Regions from separate parts of the Mus musculus genome. Here region 2 is linked to region 1. Evidence: chromatin contacts called from public HiChIP or PLAC-seq data. All regions are on one chromosome and are shown on one strand. Each heading gives the region's core, a stretch centred on a gene start, on an enhancer-like site or on the middle of the called end of the contact. The rest is flanking DNA. Distances are from core to core; before and after follow the strand shown.

The links. HiChIP or PLAC-seq counts read pairs in DNA pulled down with a chosen protein or histone mark.
Region 2: an H3K27ac HiChIP or PLAC-seq map of embryonic stem cells shows a contact between it and region 1, with 15 times the contacts expected there. The contact joins the promoter of Aim2 here to the promoter of Vangl2 in region 1. A contact is called at or near these places in 1 of 39 promoter capture datasets (the 3T3-L1 cell line) and 1 of 115 datasets of contacts at active chromatin or transcription factors (embryonic stem cells).

Annotation. Positions count from the first base shown.
Region 1 is chr1:172,024,510-172,031,481 of GRCm38.p6, reverse strand. It overlaps Vangl2 (VANGL planar cell polarity 2), which reads left to right and starts at 4,187. Exons shown (of 8, transcript NM_033509.4): 1 at 4,187-4,484.
Region 2 is chr1:173,415,600-173,422,313 of GRCm38.p6, reverse strand. Aim2 (absent in melanoma 2) reads right to left here and starts at 1,710. Exons shown (of 9, transcript NM_001013779.2): 1 at 1,628-1,710.

The DNA.
Region 1 (6,972 bases), core at 2,938-5,437:
CAAATCCCAGCAACCACATGGTGGCTCACAACCACCCGTAATGAGATCTGATGCCCTCTTCTGGTGCATCTGAAGACAGCTACAGTGTACTTACATATAATAAATAAATAAGTAAATAAATAAATAAATCTTAAAAAAAAAAAAAACCTAGACAAGAAACTACTCTCACTTCTAGAGCTTGTTAAGTCTTCTCTGATAGACACAGCCTGTGGGAAACCTCTGGGATGTGTGCCTGGCCATCCTTGCTGTCCAAGTCCATGAAGTGGTGAGGAGTTAAACAAGCCTTTACTGAAGGCCTTGATACTAGGAGTCTCCCTCCCCGAACAAGATTCCCGAAAAAACAAAACAAAACAAAACAAAACAAAACAAAACAAAACAAAACAAAACAAAACAAAACAAAACACCAAAAAAACCCCCAGAGGTGCTGAGGCATGGAACAGGGAGGGGCAGGAAGTTTGACTAGAAATTTACTGGGGCACTGTGTTTCTGTGGAGGGATTTCTGTTACCTCATTACTAACTTTTGCGTGAATAGAATTAAGGTTTGAAGAAATAAGTGTCTATGCATTCAACATCCAAGAATGGTAAGCCAGACACGGTGGTATTTGGGAAGCTAAGACAGGAGGCTTTTACTTTTTTTTTTTTTTTTTTAAAGATTTATTTACTTGATGCATGTGAGTACATTGTTGCTCTCCTCAGACACACCAGAAGAGGGCATCGGATCCCATTCCAGATGGATGTGAGTCACCATGTAGTTGTTGGGAATTGGAACTCAGGATCTTTGGAAGAACAGTCAGTGCTCTTAACTGCTGAGCCATCTCTCCAGCTTGGGGTTTTACTTTTAAAAAATTTTATTTTTTATTTTACCTATTCAATTTACATCCCGCTCACTGCCCCTCCCACAATCCTTCCCATACCTCACCCTCCCCTTTTCCTCTCAGCAGGTGAGGGTCCTCCTGGTATTCCCCTACCCTGGCACTTCAAGTCTCTGTGAGGCTAGGTGCATTCTTTCCCACTGAGTCCAGACAAGGCAGTCCAGCTGGAAAAACATATCCCAGGTACAGGCAACAGCTTTTGGGATAGCCCCATTCTGGTTGTTCAGGACTCACATGAAGACCAAGCTGCACATCTATTACATATGTGCAGGGAGGCCTAGGCTCAGCCTGTGTATGCTCTTATGTTGGTAGTTCAGTTTCTGAGAGCTCCAGTGGTCCAGCTTAGTTGACTGTTGGTCTTCCTGTGGAGTTCCTATCCTCTCTGGGGCCTGAAATCCTTCTTCCTGCTCTTCCATAAGAGTCCCTTAAGCTCCATCCACTGTTTGGCTGTGGTTGTCTGCATCTGTCTGAGTCAGCTGCTGGGTGGAGTCTCTCAGGGGACAACCATGGTAAACTCCTGTCTGCAAACATAACAGAGTCTCACTAATAGTATCAGGGATTGGTGCTTGGCCCTGGGATGGGTCTCTGGTTGGGCCGGTTATTGGTTGGCCGTTCCCTCAGTTTCTGCTCCATGCCCTGTCCCTGCATTTCTTGTAGACAGGATAAATTTTGGGTCAAAAGTTTTGTGTGTGTGTGGGGGGGGGGTTGGTGTCTGTATTGTTCCACTAGGGTTCCTGCCTGGCTACAGGAGGTGGCCTCTTCATGTTCCATATCCCCAGTGCTGTGACTCACAACTAAGGACACCCCCATTGAATCTTGGGTGCCTCCCTTATCCCAGATCTCTGTCTCCTCCTGGATATGCCCCCTACCTCCTCACCCCCATCAGTTGCAGATTTCCATTCATTCTCATGGCCATCTGGCCATCCCTGACAGGAGGGTTTTAAATTCTAAACTAGCCTTACTACCAGAAGAGATCTGGACTATGGAATGAAACAAATAAACCCCCAAAGTCCAATTTGTCCCCCTATGTATTCCTTCAGGTTCCTGGCCTCCCTAGTTTCCAACCTCCCTCTGACTCTGCAGGTTTTCCTCAAAGGGAAAATTGTGGTTAGATGCCACCTACCTGGGTGCTCTTCTTCTTCCTAAAGAATTAGGCTAAGTCCTTCAGATCCTGAATGCCTGACCCTTGTCTTTGGGTCTTGGCTTCACTACTCTCTGAGATTTGAAGATGTGTGAAATTCATTCTAAGGGCGAGAGTGGAGGCTTGTTCAGAGAGTTGTTGGATAGGAAGCACTAGAATGATTACATTTAATGTCAGACACCTGTTTAAGGCAGTACTCTCCTTGCAGATGTAACTTCTCAATTACATCTGGTTCTGGGAGGAGAGGAAGAACTGAGTGTATTCCCGTTTCACACTTAACAGACATCAATCCTGAAGTCTCCCGTACGTACGTTCGTGACATCTTGACTTACATCTCAAACTTCAGCTGGGGCCCGCTCTACAAAGTCATTTGTAATTCTGACGTCAGAAACTCATTTCCAATTCTTTGGGGCCTGTCTCCGGGTCTGGGAAACAAGCTGGCAGAATGTGAATATAATTTACACTAAACATAAAAGAGATCCTGCCCGCAACGTAATGTGGCAGTTCTAACACTGTCAAGTTATAGACTAGTGCTCAACACTGGAGGTGTGCTTTGGACAGGTAAGGGGACTCTGAGGTCTTTCTGTCTCCTTTTACTGTCTTCCACTGTTCTGCTCTTTCCTTGCATTCCTGGTGTGGTTACAGGACCCCCAGAGCAGTCCAGTGCCTGGCACATGACAGACGTAGGTGAAGGAAGGTCATTGTGTTTGCAGAGACTGTGGTACTTGAAACTATGACTGTATTTCATTCACGTCGTCTTAACGCTAAGTTCTTTGCTAATATGCGGGAACAGTGGCTGGAGAGAAACAAGGGTTTGGGCAGAGCTGAAGGGAAGCAGCGTTTGTTTAGCTTCTTCACCTTTGAACAGCCATATGCGGACAAAGACAATCTGTCCTCATTTGGGGACTGGTTCGAATGTATAACAGAGATGTGCCTGAGTTTTAGGGAAGACTCCATTAGAGAAAGGAACAGAGACTGGGAGTCGCCTTCTCTGGGATTTCTTAATCACAGGGTTGGGAGGGGCAGGTATCAGAATTGGAAGGTGGAGATGGTGGGGGTGTGGAAACGTGTTCGAAGATGCTTTTGAAGCGGCACTGTTCTAGGTAAGTGGCAGGTTACAAGGTAAATAGTACTAGCAGCAATGTAATAATGTAATAATACTTTTGCTTTCATTCACTCCGAGGGCAACCTGGCCTTCCCACAGCTACTTTATGGTGGGCTCGTCCCTGTTGGGTTCCTAGGCACTTTAGCAACTCTAACTGGTTTGTTTCTTAGTGTGCTCTGAACTGGAAATGCCCTAAATGTGCCAGATATTTTATTCTAGCCTACATTCCCTGGGTCCTACCTGCAAAGCTAAATTAGCCAAAAGTTTTGGAGTTCCGCATCCACCCGGGTTTTTTTTTTTTTTTCCTCTCTCTCTAGGCTTCCTGGGAGAAGGCCCCCCTCTCCTCTGGTGCCCCAAGTCGCGGGCCCTCGTCTTCTCCCCCTCCCCCTCTCCCCTAGGGCAGGATTCCCTTTGTAATTAATCCCAACACTCAAACCAGAGGGGAGGAAAACGTGTTAATGAGTGAGCGTCCCAGTCTGACTAGGCGGTCTTCGCTCACAGCTAGAACACCGAGTAATTAAATTATTTTTGGAAGAAGGAGGGGTATGGTGTCAGGGAAATACCGTATACATGGGAGAGGGGCCTGTCTCTTGTCACTAATTAATATCAGGGATGACCCTTTTCGCAGTTCTAGGCCGGAGGGGACCAATCTTCCCCACGTCTCAGATTCCACTGGAGTTTGTGAGACCAGGTTTGTGGTTCTAAAGAAGAGAATATGGCCAACATCAGGGCCTAGGGGAAAGGTTTTCAATCGGGGGTCGAAGAAGACAGCTCCAAGAGGGGCTGCGGGCTGGACCAAAGCCAAGAGCCGAGGCAGCTTCGAGCACACCTTCCTGGCCAGGTCTGGAAGCCAGGAGCGGATTCCCAGGATCCAGAGGGCGCAGGGCATGGCCAGGCGCAGGGCTGGGGGTGCCGCGACTCGGGGAAGAGCCGGGCCGCAGACAATGGACGCAGCAGCGGGAGGGGCGGCGGCTGCGGGAACAGCCGGGAGGCGGCACCTGGGAGCTCTCTCCCCGCCCCCTGCCCCCTTCTGGTCCCCTCCCCCTCTGGTCCCCTCCCCCTCCGCCGCCGGCTCCAGATCTGATTCCTGATCCCCGATTGCTTGGTTCTGGGTCCCGCCATGGGAGCCTGAGTGCCCTGCAGTCCCCTCCGGCCCCCTGCCCCCGGGGCCTCGAGGGGGAAACAGGCGAGTGGTCTGGGACGGAGCCGGGGTGAGCGACCTCAGGAGCCCCCCTCGTCAACCCCCATCGCCCGCGCTGCCGGTTCTGGAGCGCGGAGTTCGGAAAGACCGGGTGCGCTGCGGATACAAAGGCGCGGAGCGGAGTGGGGCGTGCGCCCAGTCCACCGGGCTGTTCGCAGTGGCGGGTGAGTGGCGGGCCGCGGGGGCGCGGGCAAAGTTTGCGGAAAAAAAAAAGGAAAGAAAGAAAGAAAGCAACAGAAAAAAGAAGGAAACCATGCAAAAGACCAGGGAGCGCCCGGCCCTGGAGAAAGCAGGATGGCTTCTGGGGGAAGGGGGGCTTGAGGCACCCCCTTCCGGTCTGTCCTCCACTGCACAGCGGAGTAACCCCAACTTTGGGGAGGGGAAGGGGCGTATGGGGAAGGGGCGGAGCCCAGGCCTTAAGAGCCGGGGACTTTCCTGGGCCGGGGGGCCCAGGGCGGGCGCCTGAACGATCCCAAGGGAACCCATTGAAGCCGGGGATTGGGTAGCGTGTGTTGGAGGTGGTGGGAGAGGCCGTGGAAGGATCGGAGGCTGGAGGTATTGGAAGCTGAAGGTATGTAGGGATGCATACACACCTTTGGAGTGTGGGGAGGAAGGGGCAGGTATGTGTTTAGGGGGTAGAGTGGATCCTTGAGAGATGGCCCCGCACAGCAGTGTGTGTGTGTAGCCCAAGGATGGGACTTGCGGCGATACTGGTGAATGTGTGTTGGGGTGTGTGTGGGGAACCAACGACATCATATTTGTCCCTTGTCCTATTTACTCATCGAAGGTCCTAAGCACTGCATTAGTGAGTTTTAAAGGGTTGGTTGGGGGATCAGTATGCATGATTCTTTGTTTTGTGTGTGTATGTGTGTGTGTGTGTGTGTGTGTGTGTGTGTGTGTGTGTGCATATACGCTTTGACGTACTGCGTGTTCCTGCAGGTGGGCCCTGGGTTTGGATGTGTAGATGTTTCTCTCTCTCTCTCTCTCTCTCTCTCTCTCTCTCTCTCTCTCTCTCTCTCTGTGTGTGTGTGAGAGAGAGAGAGAGAGAGAGAGAGCTGACCACACACATCTGCTGTGTATTTGGGTATGTATTTGTGTGTATACTCAAGGGAAGGGGTGTGTGTCTGTGTGTGTATGTGCTGAGAGAGGGGCTTATGGGAAAGAGATGGGCAGGTATTAGAGAAGGTGGGTTTATAAAAGCTGAATGGGTGGTAGGCATATATGGGGTAGGTGTGTATGCACCTGTGTGGTGGGAAGGGGTGTGAGTGTGTGTGTGTGAATCTGTGCTCTTGTGAGTAACCTGTACTGATGGATAGCTGTGGATATGTGCTCGTCTTTGCTAGTGTGTATTTTGAGTGTGTATTGGGGGTACCTCTTGTCTCTGCAGGCAGATTTTCCTGGCAGAAAGCCCACAGGGAAGGCTGTCTGCAGGATTTGAATGGCCCTGCCTAGATTCAAGGGTAGTGTCTTGAGTGTGTGAGACCCCTGTGAGGATTGTGCATTGGGGGGGGGGTAGTGAGTAGTGAGTTGTCTTAGGTGATGTTTATTTGGGGAGATGGACTTTTCTGGGAGCTGGTGTGTGTTGTGGGGGCTGGGGAGGTGGAGGAGCCCAGTCGTCTTAAAGGAATTTTGGGGTTCAGGAGTCAAGGACATAATAGTGGCCTTCCTCGCTGTCACAGGCTGGGCTTTAGTGCCCTTTGAGGCCATACGCTTGGCTTCTCTGACCCAGTTACTCTCTTTGAGGCCACGGCTCTCTTGGAAAGCCATCTTGAAGGTGGCTACTTCAGAGCCCTCCAACTCTGCCTTGCCTCTAGGATCCTGAGGGGTGTGGGCTGGAGGCTAGAAGCGGCATACACCAAGGCATGAGGCCTGGCAGGGAGCGGTAGGGTCGATAAAGTGACATGGGGTGCTTCTCTGGGAGTTTCTGCAAGTGGGTCCAAGTAGTTTATCCTGCAGTTTTTTTAAAAATTAGAAGCACACTCTGGATGGAGTGTTTGTGTGTGTGAATATGTGTGTGTATATGTGTGCATGCATGTATGTGTGTCTGAGAGTGTGTGTGTGCACACGCGTTCAAGTGTGTGCATATGAGTGTGTTTCTGTGTAAATGTGTGTCCGTTTATGTTTGTTGGAGTTGAGCTTTCAAGAGGGCAGACGTCCACTTGGTGGGAAAAGGGTCTGTATTCATCCTCGTGAGAGCGGGTGAAAGTCAGACTGGGGGATAGACATCTCTTCCTCCCTGAGAGGTAGCAGCTACCTCCTTTCCCTTTGCTCTTGTTCCTTCCTTTTTGGGGTGACGGGAAGACAGGGGTTCTCATTTCCTCTGGGACCCAAGCCTTCTTCCCAGCTGCACATTCTCAACTCTTCTTCTTGCTGCCAGAGGCTAGTTAGGCGGAGACACTGGTTTTAAGACGGGGGCTGGAGTTGCACATGCCCATTAGGGTCCTGGGTAATTGCCACTGGAATGTTGGTCTCTAATGGGCATGTGCAGTTGGAATGTTCCATCTTTAGCCCTCAGAGATCCCTACCCTCCATAAAGCCTGGGGAGAAGAGGGGGAGAGGGCTAGAAAACATTGGGGCAGGAAGAGGCAGCTATGAAAACTCTGTCCCCGCCCAGTGTCCCATCTCTTCAAGCCAGGCACCTATCAGATGGTT
Region 2 (6,714 bases), core at 461-2,960, 1.4 Mb before region 1:
AGTCATCAAGGTAATATAACCAACAATTCTAAACAGTAAGCACCTCATTGAATAAAGTCAACAGTTGTAAACAAAATTTGACAGTTCTCCACTAACAAATGGCAAATGTACCATGATGGTCAGAAATTACAAAACATTTCCTTCAGTAACTAACGCTTTAAATAGCCAAGAATAAAATAAAACAAAAAGCAAAAAAGTAGAAAAGTTGAACAACATAATTAACAACTATGTTCTGATACTTAGAAATACTTACCACACTTTCGGTAAGGGCACAAAGGTTATCACTGAGTTCCAAAGAGTAGTTACTGTATTAGTTTCTTTTTTTTCTTCAATTTTTAATATTTAAATGTATTTTATACATCAAACATATTAATAATATTGAGCATTTTGAGAATCAAATAGTCTGTAAAAATGTGTTCAACTTTTATATTGATATCCTTTCATACCCTAAAAATATCATTAATGAATATTTAATACAGGAGAACACAGTAAACAGCTATAAGCACTTAAAGAGGCAACACAAAAATCTCTTAAAGAATTACAGGAAAAAACAATCAAACAGGTAAAGGAAATGAACAAAATCATCCAAGATCTAAAAATGGAAATAGAGACAATAAAGAAATCACAAAGGGAGACAACCCTGGAGTTAGAAAACCTACAAAAGAGATCAAGAGTCATAGATGCAAGCATCACCAACAGAATACAAGAGATAGAAGACAGAATCTCAGATGCAGAAGATACCATAGAAAATATTGACAAAACAGTCAAAGAAAATGCAAAAAGCTCTTAACCCAAAACATCCAGAAAATCCAGGACACAATGAGAAGATCAAACCTAAGGATAATAGGTATAGAAGAGAGCGAAGATTCCCAACTTAAAGGGCCAGTAAAGATTTTCAACAAAAATATAGAAGAAAACTCCCCTAACCTAAACAAAAAGATGCTCATGAACATACAAGAAGTCTACAGAACTCCAAACTGGACCGGAAAAGAAATTCCTCCTGTCATAATAATCAAAACACCAAATGCACCAAACAAAAAAAGAATATTAAAAGTGGTAAGGGAAAAAGGTCAAGTAACATAAAGTCAGACCTATCAGAATTACACCAGACTTCTCCACAGAGACTATGAAAGCCAGAAGATCCTGGGTAGATTTCATATAGACCCTAAGAGAATACACATGGCAGCCCAGGCTACTATACCCAGCAAAAATCTCAATTACCATAGATGAAGAAACCAAAATATTCCATGACATAACCAAATTTACACAATATTTTCTCATAAATCCGGCCCTACAAAGTATAATAGATGGAAAACACCAACACAAGAGGGAAACTACACCCTAGAAAAAAGCAAGAAAGTAATCTTTCAAAAAAACTAAAAGAATATAGCCACACAGATATAATTCCACCTCTAACAACAAAAATAACAGGAAGTAGCAATCACTTTTCCTTAAATATCTCTTAGCAATCACTTTTCCTTAATATCTCTTTTCAGTTCCCCGCAAAAGACAGAATTGGATATGTAAACAGGACCCAGCATTTTGCTGTATTAGTTTCTTTTCTGTTTTGATAAAATGTCATGAACATTAGCAACATAGGGGAGAAGTAGGTTTTAATTTTACTTACAGGTCCATGAGGGTGGATTTCATCACGACAAGGAAAAAACCTAGCAGCTAGTTAAGGAAGCATGGCGGCAGACAGGACAGGAAGCAGGCAGGACAGGAAGCAGGCAGGTTGTGATTCTTGCTCAGACAAAGAAACAGAGTTACAAGTGAGACCGCCTATCACCTCTCACAGGCCGCCCTCAGTGACCCACTTCCTCCAATAAGGTTTCTCCAGTAAGTTCCTCCTTGTGAAAGTCCCAAGACCTTCCGGAGCCACCAGCCGGCATATATTCAAACCTCAACAGATACCATAGGAATGATCCTTCCCCCAAATTCCAGGGATTTAACTATGGAAATGGGAAAGCAGGATCCAATTGGAACTAGACTGAAATAAACTTGCTATTACCTAATAAAGTAAAGGAAATAGAGATTAAAAGCACATATAATTTTTAAAAGATGCCATGTCACTTGAACATTTGGGATTATGGAGTAACATTATCTGCTTGGCATTTCTTTCTTTTTTTTTTTTTTTTTTTTCTATTTGATTCCGTGTCTGATTTTTTTTTAATTGTTCTTTTGTGTTACTACCATGCTGGGTTTTTTTTTCCCCACATTTTTTTTATTAGATATTTTCTTCTTAGATTAAGGTTACTTAGAATTTTGAGCTCTGATGCTTTCAAGCTAACGTTACATCACAGGCTTTCTGTCATGCCATTATTCTCACCTTTTATCGAGAAATAGCTCCCTGGCCCCTATGTTTCTTCCCCCTTCAGCTAGAAATCAAAAGCCCTCTTCTAAATATAAATTCATGTCAATAAAACACCTACAGACCAACACACCCAGAAAATCAGAGTTCCTTTTAGGCTCAGTCTGGGTCAACCCTCTGAACAATATATTCTAATTCCTGCCACGGCCAAATGCACTTTCTTTTGTAAAGGTCTCAGTTGTGGTGCAATAAAAGATAACTTCTGTTCCTCAGTCAACTGAAGGTTTAGAACCAGGCTTCCTGCAGCCTTATTCTTTTCTAGAATACAGTCAATACTAATCCCTCTTTCTAACCTCAGAAACCCAGGACTCTCTTTCCTCTTAATTTACTGATTAGCAAAATGGTCCTAAAGCTTTCTCTAGAAAACTTCTGACATATCTTACTTACCTCAGGGGATTTTCTTCTCTCCAAAGCAGCCTTAGTTCTCAACTCAGGGACTGGTGTATGTCCTGAGAGTTCAAACCATCCGCCTCACAAAGATTTTCACTATGAGTAGTAGGACATGAAAATCATGAAAATCAGGTCTTGGGAGACAGAAAGCAGAAAGTACTCTCAACTATCTTCTTTCACTTTGAAGCTTGGCTAGTCCTGGCCCTATAGCTGAGTCCTAAACCCTGATGCTGGGGCAAAATAATTATATATTAAGGCTCTGCCCAAGCAAATGCTAGTTTTCAGTTTCCTTTTTACAAGCCTCAGCAGAGTTTCTCCTCCAGCTGTGAGGTCTCAACCAGAGGTATTTTAGATATAGGGAACTCCACAAAAGTTATTTCCTGCTTTACCAGGGAGTTCATAGCCTAAGGGACAAGCCCAGCCCAATGCACACCACCCACTCACTTACTGGTGGTTGGTTTTCTTTGATTTCAACATCAACACACAAAAAAGGGTGGGCTCTGCATAATCAGATCTCTTGATTGACAGGCTGCCCTCACACAGCTTCCATTACCCAACCTTGCCCTAGTGACTGTAGTGCACTTTACACTTGTAAATTGGTATGCATTGTTTGCTCAGGGAGAGGCTGGTTCTATCCTCCTGCTACTTCAGAGAATATTTGTCTTACAGTGTCCTCCAGGGCTTCTTGTCTGGGGATGTCTGGTTTTCCATCTCTGTTACAAGGAGGACAAAACAGCTCAAGAATAAAAATATGACCTTCTTAAAAACTAGGTCAATCATTTCCAACATGTTTTAACTGTGATGTATACAGGTCTACAGTGTGAAGGTCAGCCATGGAGAGAAACTTAACTGCCTTAACTTCCTGGTTTGGTTTTTGCTGAGTATCGTAAGCATCCCGTTTAATGCTGTTTTTTTCTAACTGTAGGTATTGGTTCTTCTCGTTGGAATTCTCACCCTCACTCTTCTCTGCCCAGGACTCTCTCTCTCTCTATTGGAAACTTCAAAGGAGTGTCCCCAAAGGGCCTTCCCCAGCCTGTCCCCACTCTCACTTGATGAAGATTTGTCCCTTCACTATTGCTTTGTCTTTATGTTGACTTACTGAACAAAACCGAAAATGCATTCATCACTGCCGTTTGCATCGCTTTTGTTATCGTACTTTAGTATTAGTTGTTGTTGGCAAATTCTTACTACACTAAGTGTAAATTATACTTAACCTCATTGGCTACAGGAATAGGACAAAGTACAAGTCTTTGTTTTGTGTGATTTCAAACGTCTACTGAGCATCTATTGAAATGTGTAATGAATGGAGTTATCTAAGGGAATGGAAGGAATTCAACTCGAAGCTAAGAAAATATCCCAAGTAGGGTGCCAGTGTGAGGAAGCGCACACCTTTAATCCCAGCACTCGGGAGGCAGAGTCAGGCAGATTTCTGAATTCGAGGCCAGCCTGGTCTTCAAAGTGAATTCCAGGATAGCCAGGGCTACACAGAGAAACCCTGTCTCGAAAAACAAAAACAAACAAACAAACAAACAAAAAAACAGTGTGAGGAACTGAATTGATAAGGATGGCAGACAAGAGAGGAAAGAGAAAATCATATCACATGAAAGGTTGAATATGGAGGAGGGAAACTGAGGCTGCCAAGGGCAAGAGCCTATATTAATAGAACCACTGCAGCCTCAAGACCTGCAGTAAAAGTCCAATATAGCTAATAAGGCGATCAATTCTTCATTAAAAGACCTGCACCTCTCAGCCCATGGTCAAAAACAGTAATGGGACTTAAATTATGTCTTTGTATGCTACTAGGAAGAAGAAGAAGAAAAAAAAAAAACTAAAAAGCTGGGGTTGAATTGTCTTAGCCAGTGCTCTATTACTATCAAGAGACACCATCACCATGACAACTCTTATAAAGGAAGCATTTAATTGGGACTTGTCTATATTTCAGAAATTTATTATTGCCATGGCAGGGAGCATGGCATAGTGCTGGTAGACATGGTGCTGAAAAAGTACCTGAGAGTTCTATATCCATATATGCAACAATGGATAGAGAGAGCCTCTGGGCCTTGATAGAACCTAGCGGGGAAACCCCCACTCAATTCCCGATTCGGCGTGCACCCAAAAAAATCATGAAGGACCATCTTGATGTAATTACATGAGGTCGTTTAATTACGGAGCTCCGGACCGACATGCATCCCACACAGGAGATAATGGATGTTGGCCACGAGGCTCGAAAGCTAGGGGTTTTTACGGGGTAAGGGGCTTAGGGGTGTGGAATTGCATAGCGACACACTACTGCCTTATTCAAACATCAGCAGAAAAATTACATGTACGTGCAGGGTGTCAGAGTTCTGTGAGTTGTTGACTCAGTTTAGATAGCCCTGTTATGTCCTCACATTCCTCTTTATCTTTAAGGTTAAGCTGTTCCCAGGAATGTTTTAACTATGGGGCATACCCAGGTTTGTTTTTCTTTTTTCTCAGCCCCAGGCAGCCTCTAGGCTCACAAACAACCAGCAATTCCTGAGTATTTTATATGACTTACAGGTCTTGAAATTTTCATCTTTCTTTCAGCCTCACTTGGACTTTTGAAACCTCAAATCTCATCCTCCAGAGACACACGTCCTCCACAAGGCCTCCTAATCCTTCTCAAGTAATACCACTTCATGATGACTAAGCATTCATATATATGAGCCTATGGAGACCATTCTTCTTCTCCACATGACAGGGGAATCCTGGATATGTCTTTTAAAAGTTACAGAGAGAGAGATGAACAAAACAAATGGAAAATTAGACTTAGCTAACAAGTTGCTTTTTGTGACCTTAGAGAGAGTTGTTTCACAAAAGAATGGAAACAATGAATGCGTGCCTGGGAAATGGTCCTGGCTTATACAGCCTGTAGTTAATGGAAACAGACATCAGGGTCAGGGTGTAAAGGTATGTGAGTTGCTGAAGAATGATAGCCTGGACTGAAATAGTATGTAAATGCAAAAAGTGTTTTATTCTGAGGAGTCCAGCATGCTGGCATCTCCCATTATCAAGATACAGAGACAATCAAGTGAGCTCACGGGCCTGATTTAAAGCACATTAATGGGTTCTGGGGGGTAGGTGACCTTTATCTTGCTCTAGCTCTAGGAACATTCCATTACCAGGGTGTGGGGTCTGGAAACTGTTGCTGAGAAAGTCTGGAAACTGCCGCTGACCCACTGTCCTTTCCTTTGGCCAGGTGGTGGGGCAGCTTCTGAGGGCTGGACTTGCCCAGTTCTTGGAAACAGACTGAGGCCTCTTCTGAAATGCATATTTGAAGCCTGTCATGGAGTCAGCCTAGCCTTCTCAAGGGGAAGAATAGAAGCAGGTCAGCACATCTTGGGCACTGAGTAGGTGGTAAAATAGGGAGTTATATTTTATATGATGGTGGTGGGTGTGCGTGTGCGTATCATAGACAGATTGTATGTGTATTAATTTGAAGGCTGAACGTCCACAAAACCTAAAGCAAAACTAAAGCCCAGAGATCAGAGTAAGATCTCAGAGGCATTAAAAAAGGTGAAATAGAGTAAGGATGAACACCACCTTCGGGAAGAAGAGAAATCCCTTCACCTCTTAAGACAGAAGATGTAGGAGTATAGGAAAAATGATAACACACCAAGATCAACAAATATATTTATTGTAGATGTTTTTCTCTACAATTGAGAGGTGACTTTATCCGACAAGGGACATTTTCTCTAGTTGGGCAACAAGTCAAGTAAAGTGCAAGTATTGATCTTTTTCTCTAAATCAATGGGTGGTTCTTGGAACAATGAAAGTTGCTGAAGGTCAAGAGCACCATTCAGACTCAGAAGAGGGGAATGTCAGCAAAATGAAATCATGTCTTCCTCGCTAGACTTCTGCATTAGGAGGGCAATTAAACACAGGTTTGGGTTTTATAGACCCACTGTTCCACAATCCCACAAAATACCTTACTT